Regions from separate parts of the Zea mays genome. Here region 2 is linked to region 1. A link is a contact called in public Hi-C data. All regions are on one chromosome and are shown on one strand. The core of a region is the stretch at or near the end of the contact, and the rest is flanking DNA. Distances in the headings are between cores, read along the strand shown. Region 1 holds the start of LOC100501769 (Dephospho-CoA kinase). Region 2 holds the start of LOC103635163 (hydroxyethylthiazole kinase-like).

Evidence for each region. Hi-C and Micro-C count contacts between places; a contact is called where the count stands out from the background.
Region 2: a Hi-C map of ear shows a contact between it and region 1, with 3 times the contacts expected there. The contact joins the promoter of LOC103635163 here to the promoter of LOC100501769 in region 1. A contact is called at or near these places in 2 of 25 Hi-C or Micro-C datasets (ear and tassel).

The regions. Positions count from the first base shown.
Region 1 is chr8:47,827,174-47,831,987 of Zm-B73-REFERENCE-NAM-5.0, reverse strand. It overlaps LOC100501769 (Dephospho-CoA kinase), which reads left to right and starts at 3,423. Exons shown (of 4, transcript NM_001196431.2): 1 at 3,423-3,500; 2 at 3,615-3,744.
Region 2 is chr8:48,586,950-48,591,173 of Zm-B73-REFERENCE-NAM-5.0, reverse strand. LOC103635163 (hydroxyethylthiazole kinase-like) reads left to right here and starts at 2,972. Exons shown (of 3, transcript NM_001397154.1): 1 at 2,972-3,524. The coding sequence starts at 3,075.

The DNA.
Region 1 (4,814 bases), core at 2,174-4,673:
AGTCAGCTGCCTGTGTAGGCTTATCTTCTACGTTTCGTTTATCCGCACTTTGATATTAATGTTGAACACTATGGATATGTATTAGACTCTGTGGATGTCCTAGACATCTTGATGTAATTAAAGTACCTTTCCGTTATTTATTTCGAGCATTGTGTGATGATGTCTAATTATGTAATCGCTGTGTACGTGAGTTCTGATCCTGGCACGTACATGGTTCACATTCGGTTTACCTTCCAAAACCGGGTGTGACATAAAACATCTCTAATGTCACAACCATATGGAAAATATCAATAGACCGAGCTAGCCTATTCAGTTTGTAGACCTCCTCAACAGCAGTAGGAATATATTTACCCCTCGTAACCGTGGTCGCCCTCATCTGTGCCATTAGAAGAGTCATGGGCGACGCGGCTTCGCCAACAGTCTCTGTCAGGTCCTCAGCAAACTCATTAGCCATAACTCTCAACCCAACATCCTCATCAGACACAATCTCCATCTCCTTCAGAGACCTCGACCCTTTCACCCTCTTTTTCCATTTGCTTTCATCGGACAACGCTTTCTGCTTCAAGCCAACCCTATCTTTGCCAGAATCCATTGCCACCTCCTTGCTTGAGGGGGCTCAACACTCTATGACAATGATGAAGAATAGGGTGGCAATACATATCAATGACGGTGGAACATAGTTTGCTTCTTTGCCAGATCGCACAACAGCGGCATGAACGACGGTCGAGCGACACGAGAACGCTAGTAGGTGGGCGGCGAAGGAAAAAGCATGGCAGGCATGGAAAAGTAATCTCTGTCCCACCCCTTTTATAGCAAGCACGTACCACCTCGATAACACCACAATCACGACCATCAAAAGACGTGTCACACACATCACAGTCGTGCATGTCACCACACAACGGTCGAAAAAATGAGACAAAGGTTTAACTTGCGATCGAGGACAACGTTCATTTGACTCTTCTAAAAATACTTTGGGATTGACTCAACAAGTTGAACCTATCCCTCGGGGGGTATGGTGTTGGTACAAAGGCCGAATGCCCCTTCGATCGTTTTCCCCATGCATTAATCCACTTCGCCCAAAGACTGATCCAGGGACAGATAAACAAACAAGGAGCGAAGTTCCCCACAGCCGGGTGCCAGGACCCTAGGTCTCCCCGCCTCGAAGGCGATGTCAACTGGGGCCAAACGCCCTCGGATGACGAAGCCTTCGATCTCTAGCCGGTGGTCTAGTGAAGACAAAGGCGGATCACTCTAACAGGTCGACCGAGTTTGCGAGGGGCCAGTGCCCTCGCCACTAAGAGAAGAAGACATGTGTTAGTCCATCACACTGATCGACCACCATGGGACAGGACTAGACCACCCTAGGACCACTTGTCAGTGACCATATATGGTATTAGTTTGAGTGTAACAGGAGAACTCATACTTTTTACACTGTAATTACCCCGTTGTACAATGCATGTCGGGAATATAGTTGGTGGCCAGGGGCATAATAGTACTTGGGTTTACCAACCCCCGACCATTGCGATATCCTAGCCCCCGGATGGTGATATCCTGGCTCAATGCTTAATAGAATTAATAGAGTACTCATACCAACAAGGCGCATCTTCTTTTTCGGAAGCATGTTAGGGTTAAGCGTGCTTGGCCTAGAGAAATCTTGGGATGGGTGACCGATCGGGAAGTCTTCTTGGGTGCGTATGATTGAGGACAATGTGTACACAAAAAGACTCATGTTGGTCTGTGGGATGATATATGATCATAGAGGGTTGCCAGGAGTAAATACTACTGATCTAGGAGTGGATGGGATGTTACAAATGGTATCAGAGCCAACACTCGCTTCACGGGCGTGTGTGGGCTAGGGGGTTCTGGTATATGGTGCATGGCGCATGTGGGCCCAGAGTGGTGACATGGCATGGCATATGACGACACTAGACATAAATACGTGGCCAAGAGGAGAGGTTCTTGGCTTAGGGTTGATCGACGAGGACATTGGTCTTCTAAGGGGGATGGATTGTGATATCTTGGTCTAGGTGGATGGTGATATACTGACCCAAAGCTTAATAGAATTAATAGAATATTCATACCAACAAGGTGTATCTTCTTTTTTGGAAGCTTGTCTTGAAAGAACCTCAGGGTTAAGCGTGCTTGTCCTAGAGCAATCTTGAGATGGGTGACCAACCGGGAAATCTTTTCGGGTGCTTATGAGTGAGGACAAAGTGTGCACAAAAGGCCCGTGTTGGCCTGTGGGGATGATATATGATCTTATAGGGCTATCAAGAGCAAGTACCTGTAGTGTCGGTCCGAGAGTGGACGGGGTGTTACAACCATCCTTATAAATACATTGGTCCTATAGGTATTTCGAACACGTTTAACAAAGAAATTGCGCTCCCGGCTTGTTGTTTTCCTTGCTCACTCACTATTCCCGAGTTCCTGAGTGTTTGACTCATGGTTTTCTGCATCAACAACATATTTAACTCTAGATTTTTATACATCATTATTTATCATACCCTCAAATATCTTATGCATATTTTAGTGCTTAGTCTATTGTTTAAAGTATAAAAACAGATATAGAAAAGAGACTATATATATGGGGTATGGAAGATCATTCTCTATATTTGGAGGACACTTTAGAGAATACCGCTGAAGCACACATATAAAAGGCAGCACTATTCATCGTCCTAGGTGAAACTTCACCCAAATATAGTTATTGAAGACCACTCAGCCATTGAAGCTTTACCTAGTGTAGAACAGATCCCGTTGGACAAAATCTTCTCTAAAACGCTTTTGCACGTGAGGGCATTTAGCCTAGCTGCACTCACTTGCTCGGAATGCGGAGTCTGCGACAACCACTCAAAACAGGCCTTAACAGTAAGGGCCTGTTGGATCGAGGAGATAAAGCAAACTGATTAATTGTTTGTTTGGTTTAGATGTAGATTTCTGAAAAATCAGATTATAGTTGTTAGAAAGTTGTTGTGAGTTGATGGTCAGATAGCTTATAACATGAATGATAAGAATCTAAAAAATCTAAGGTAGAAGATGATTATGAATTGAACTAGAAAAATCTTTATATTTTCATCTGATATTGTACCAGTTTAGTTAAGATTTTAGATTTTTATCAGTAAATCTGGTTAAGAAAGCTAAACTAAACACCCTAAATCTTAGTTATTGAAGCGAGAAATGACTAAAATAATCTTTTGCTCACTTGCTCTTTCTATTTGAAGCTCTAAAATAACAGGTCATTTTTAAGGTCAGTATCTAGATGTGGTAATGGACTCTAGATTTTATACTACAAAATTTAAGAATGGATCCGATTATGATAGAGCTCTATTCTTATTTATTTTTAAACTAAAATTATTTAATAACTCTAACTTTTTATAAATGACATCTATCAGTACCTCAATCTCAAGTCTCAACTAGAGAAGAAAAAAAAAAGCCCCGACGGACCCGCTCCCTTCAACTAACCCATCGCTGCCGCCGAGCGCCTTCGACTGCGGCACCTCCAGGTAATTTTTTTTTCGCCCCCAAGGCCCCAATTTGGATCTCCTCTCGTCCTAGTGCTCAACTCTGGTGTAAGTATGATGTCGGCAGCTGAGGGTGTTCTCTATTATCATTTACAGCGAGAGGGGGGAACCCGAGGAGATGAGGCTGGTCGGCCTGACGGGCGGGATCGCGTCCGGGAAGAGCACTGTCTCCAACCTATTCAAGGACGCCGGCGTCCCCGTCGTCGATGCAGACATCGTTGCTCGGGTAAGCTAAGCCCGCGGCCCAAACCTGGATCTATCTGATGCTATCCGCGCAAAGGTTGCTATCTAGAAATCAAATTTTGTGCTGCTTTCAGCACCCCCCGCCCGGGCGAGTTGGGCCGTGCGCCTCGCCCACGAGCCGAGCCAAAAATGATTTAACGAATGACTTAATACCAAGGTTTTAAAGTCGGCTAGTCAACTCTAGTCGTCTGAGCACAGATAAGGTGACTAATCGCGATTAAACGTTGATTTGCTTGATTAGTCGAGCTTAGTCGACTCCTAGTCGCCCACCTATAACAGTACCATGTGTGTTGGCTGTGTGTGTATCAATATATATATGAATATATATAGCTGTAGCTGCCTAGGTGGACCGCAGGACTGCATGAATTGTACCTGTGCCACTGCCATCGTTCTGGGGCTATGGCAACACAGATTCTGGGGAAATGACTTCAACATTATTACGCTGCCTTCTATTCTCATCTACAGTGGCACAACAATCAAGTGAAGCACAACTCAAGAGGAGGTCAAGGCGGGCGCAATACTGCTCAATAAGTGAACAGAGAACACTGAACAACCAAAATTTCAGAGCAATTATAGTTTAAAGTGGTGCTCATCTCGGTCTCTGAATTCTAAACAGATGAGGAGTGGTCGCCTACTCGCCTGTTCAGCCATTGAACAGACAACAGAGGAGGACATGAGCGCGCTAGAGGGGGGGGGGGGGTCTCTGCAGACTACAGCCGCCGCGCGATGCAGGGGGCGCAATTGCTGCTCGAGCAGAGGGTCGCCGGAGCACAACAGGGCGGCGGGAGAGGAGGGCACAACGATGGAGAAGGGGCAGCGACGCTGGAGAAGGGGTGCCGGTGCTGGGGAAGGGTGCCCGCGAGACAGTGCGTATCATATTGGTACAGGTAGAAGCGTAGGGAAAAACAGTGTTTGTGTAGTATACAGATGGTGGGCCAGCCCACATAATAGAGGCTGGATTAGTGGCCCAAAACAGGCATAACTAGTTGACCATAACCCCTAGTCGGACGACTAATCGCGATTAGTTGGTGACTAGGATGACCAATCGCTACC
Region 2 (4,224 bases), core at 1,723-4,222, 760 kb before region 1:
CCAAAAAATGATTAATGAGCAACAAAATGCCTTTATCAAAGGGAGAAATATTATGAATGGAGTTATGATTCTTCATGAAATTCTCCATGAAACTAAATGTAAAAAATAAGTTGGGATTATTCTGAAATTGGATTTTGAAAAGGCTTATGATAAGGTGAATTAGGAGTTGATGTTCAATTGTTTTCAGAAAAGAGGATTCTGTGACAAATGGTTATCTTGGATGCATATGGTGGTAAAAGGAGGATGTGTGAGGGTCAAAATCAATAAGCTTTTGGGTAGTTATATCAAAAGTTTTAAAGGGGTCAGGCAAGGTGACCCTCTATCCCCAATTCTTTTTAATTTAGTGACTGACAGTTTAGCTAGAATGCTAGCTAAAGCTCAAGAAAATGATGTGAATAATGGTTTGAGAGATTGCATTACCCCTACTGGTGTTGCTATATTGCAATATGCTGATGACACAATTATTTGCTTGAAGAATGACTTGGAAAAAGCTAGACACTGAAGGTGCTTCTGTGGTTATATGAGATGATATCTGGTCTTAAGATTAATTACATGAAGAGTGAAATCTTTGTTATTAAAGGGGATGTGGAAATTTCTACCCAATATGCTGAGTTGTTTAACTGTCAGATTGAGTGTTTCCCAATGAGATACCTAGGTGTTCCTGTTAGTCCTGGTAAACTCCATGTTAAGGACTGGATTTATTTGGAAGAAAAGATAGACAAAAGACTTGAGGCCTAGAAGGGCAGTTCTTTATCCATTGTTGGTAGAGTTACTCTCATCAACTCGTGTCTAACTAATTCTCCTATCTATCACATGTCAATGTACTTGCTCCCTAAGACCTCTATTAGAAAAATAGATATTAAAAGAAGGAAATTCTTGTGGCAAAGTGGAGGGGATAAAAAGAAATACCACCTTGTTAAATGGGAAAAAAATTGTGTGGACAAAAAAGAGGAGGTCTTGGGATTAAGAATTTGAGAATTCTTAATATCAGCTTGATGTGTAAATGGTGGTGGTATTTAGAAAAGTAAAATGGTGTCTAGAAAGATATTATTTGGAACAAGTATATGAGTAACACCAATGCGCATAATGTCCAGTAGAATATTAATGATTCCCCTGTCTGGAAATTTTTTTACAACTTAAACAATTTTATCTCTCGGGTAGATGCATTTCTATTAAATCTGGAGATAAAAACAAGATTTTGGGAGGATGCATGGTGATTTGATAAAGCTCTTAGTGATTTGAATATTTGCCTTTATGACATTTGTGATGACAAAGGAATCATGGTAAAAAAAGGCGAAGGAAAAACATTGGAATCTATCTTTTAGAAGGTGGCTCCACGGAGCCCCTAGGATTATGTGGGATTATATCTGTGCTATGGCTGAGAAATTTATTTTTCAGGATCAACCTAATATCATTTCAAGTGGGGTCCCAAAAAACAGTTCACTGTGAAATCTATGTATAATGCTCTATTAAATACTGATCAGGGCCTTGGTATGGGTCATATTTGGAAGAGTAGATTACGTCCTAAGATTAAGATTTTCATGTGGTTATTGGAAAATAAAGTGATTCTTACCATAGACAACCTGGTTAAACGTAAGTGGATTGGAGATACAACTTGCAGTTTTTGTAGTTTTACCAAAGACAACCTGGTTAAACGTAAGTGTTCGCTAAAGCTATGTGGGGAAGTGTTGCAAATTGCTTTAATACCTCTCTGGTGCCTAGTAACATTGAACAGTGTTGGATTTGGCTCATGTATATTGCGTCTCTGATCGAAGATATCCATGTGATAGGTGTGGCTGTTATTTGTTGGGCCATATGGAAAGCTCCTAATAATACATGTTTTGAGAATGTTTTGATCAGATCTCGTAGAGATATTGTGTGTCATTCTTGTGCGCTTCTAACCTACTTGGCAGGTTTGAGCAAGAGGGAGTTCCAAGATTTAATCCAGGAAGGGGCGAAGTTGCTGGTCCGTGCTGCCAGCGTCAAGCTGGGCGATCGTGATAATGGACATAATAAGGAAGGGGAGGAAGATGTGTCGCCACAGAAGATTAAGGATATGTTTGGTTCGCTGGCTAACTTGCCATATTTTGCCTAACTTTTCTGTTTAAGGTTAGTTCTTCCATTCAAACGACTAACCTTAGACAATGTGTGTTACAGTTAGCCACGAACCAAACAGGTCTTAAAACCGAAGTGTGTTGGCGCGGTGGCTGGACGTTGTTGTGTGCCTGATTTCTTTTCTGCAGTTCTCTCTGAATGTAATAATTCCATCTGGGAGGCTGTTATTGTTGCCTTTGGTTGTCATTGTTTTCTGTCACTGTCTTTCGCCAATTATGGTGGCGTGGCACTAGGGGTGGAAACGAGCCGAGCCGAGCTCGGCTCGCTGCGGCTCGCTCATGCAATGAGCCGAGCTCGGCTCGGCTCGCCCATCTGGCGAGCTCGGAAAAGCGACTCGGCTTGCTTTGGGCTCGCGAGCCGGCTCGCCAAGCCAACGAGCCTAGCTATAAACGTAAATCTGCTTTCTAAATTATAATATAAAGTCTTAAAAATATTTTAAATAACATATTTTAAATTAGTAAAATAGATATATCACTAATATAATATAAAAATAGATTATTTTTGCATAATAATCTCAAATAACATAAATTATTGTCTACTCGGTACTAATATTATATGCTAATTAAGATTTTATATAACAAATTATTATTGGGTGGAGCTACGAGCCAGCTCGCGAGCTGCACCGAGCCGAGCCGAGCTGGCTCGCTCTTTTCACGAGCCACAAAAACAAGCTCGACTCGGACTCGTTACGAGTGTCGAGCTGGTCCGAGCCGAGCTGCTGCGAGCCCGAGTCAGCTCGTCGAGTTCCAACTTTTTTTTTCAGCACCTAAAGTGTGATGTCGTGTCGTGGCTCGTTAAAACATGTGGTCTCACCTGTTGTATATCTATTGCTCTGCTAATAGAAATGGAGCGCCTTAAAATAAATCTCCTGCTGCAGGGTAATTTCCACCTTCCCGAAAGCCAAAGAGGAAAAAGGAATTGCGCCTCCCGCTACGCTATTACCGCCGGCGGCCGCTGCCATGGACGTTGGCGCGAAGGAGGAGGAGATGGGTCAAGTGTGGTGGGGCCACCGCGCGTGGTCCCTCCTCTCCGCTGTTCGTGCACGGGCGCCGCTAGTGCAGTGCATCACCAACCTCGTCTCAATGGACATCGCCGCCAACGTGCTCCTCGCCGCGGGCGCCTCCCCGGCTATGGTCCACTCCCTCCGCGAGGTGCCCGACTTTACCCCGCGCTGCGACGCCGTGTATGTCAACGTCGGCACGCTCTCGGAGGACTGGCTCCCCTCCATGCGCGCCGCCGCCTCCGCCGGCCGCCCCTGGGTGCTCGACCCCGTCGCCGCCGCCGCCTCCGGGTTCCGGATGAAAGCCTGCCTCGAGCTTCTGTCGCTCTGCCCAGCAGTCGTCAGGGGGAACGCCTCTGAAATTCTCGCGCTCGCTTCCCGCTCAACCGCCGCCTCTTCCAATTTCAAGGTACTTCTCTATCTTATCCCCGTCATTCTTATGTTCTTTCTTCAGTAATTCCAATGCAATCAAGGATAAAAGAAAGACTAACAAGACTATGGATTTGTTATGGATCGCACTGCCTAGGTTCACTAGATTTAACTGAATTAAGGTAAATAAATGGAAATCTCGCGTCCTCACAAACTGCAACTTTTAAATTTTAAACCTGTATACACCTTTGGTACTACATTATTCTATTGACTGATATGATATTATGATTCACATTTCACATGCTCCTAACTCAAACCCAAGCAAGGAATACAAATCCTAACTGAGCTAGATGTAGCCTAGAGCAAGATTTAAAATATGAGGCCCTTATATATATGTCGTTAATAAACACTCAAACATGCATAAAAACATTCATATCAAACACAAAAATATATAATATATGGTTATCTTCAACATGTCTTGATACAAAGTCATTCAATCAAGTAATGAACTCACGATCTGGCGCGGGCTTGCTGTGGCTGCATTGAGATGCAGTCGCACAGAGCATCGTAAACTTGCGCGATGATGGCAGGTGGCGACAGGAACAGGACAGGTGCTAGCCAGTCGGCAGCCACCATGAAGACGAAGGTGCACTGCGTGGGCCAAAACACAAAAATAATGTGTGCCTGTGTGGACTAGATAACCGCATGCTCGCCCTGCCCCAGGACCGGAACTGACTGTT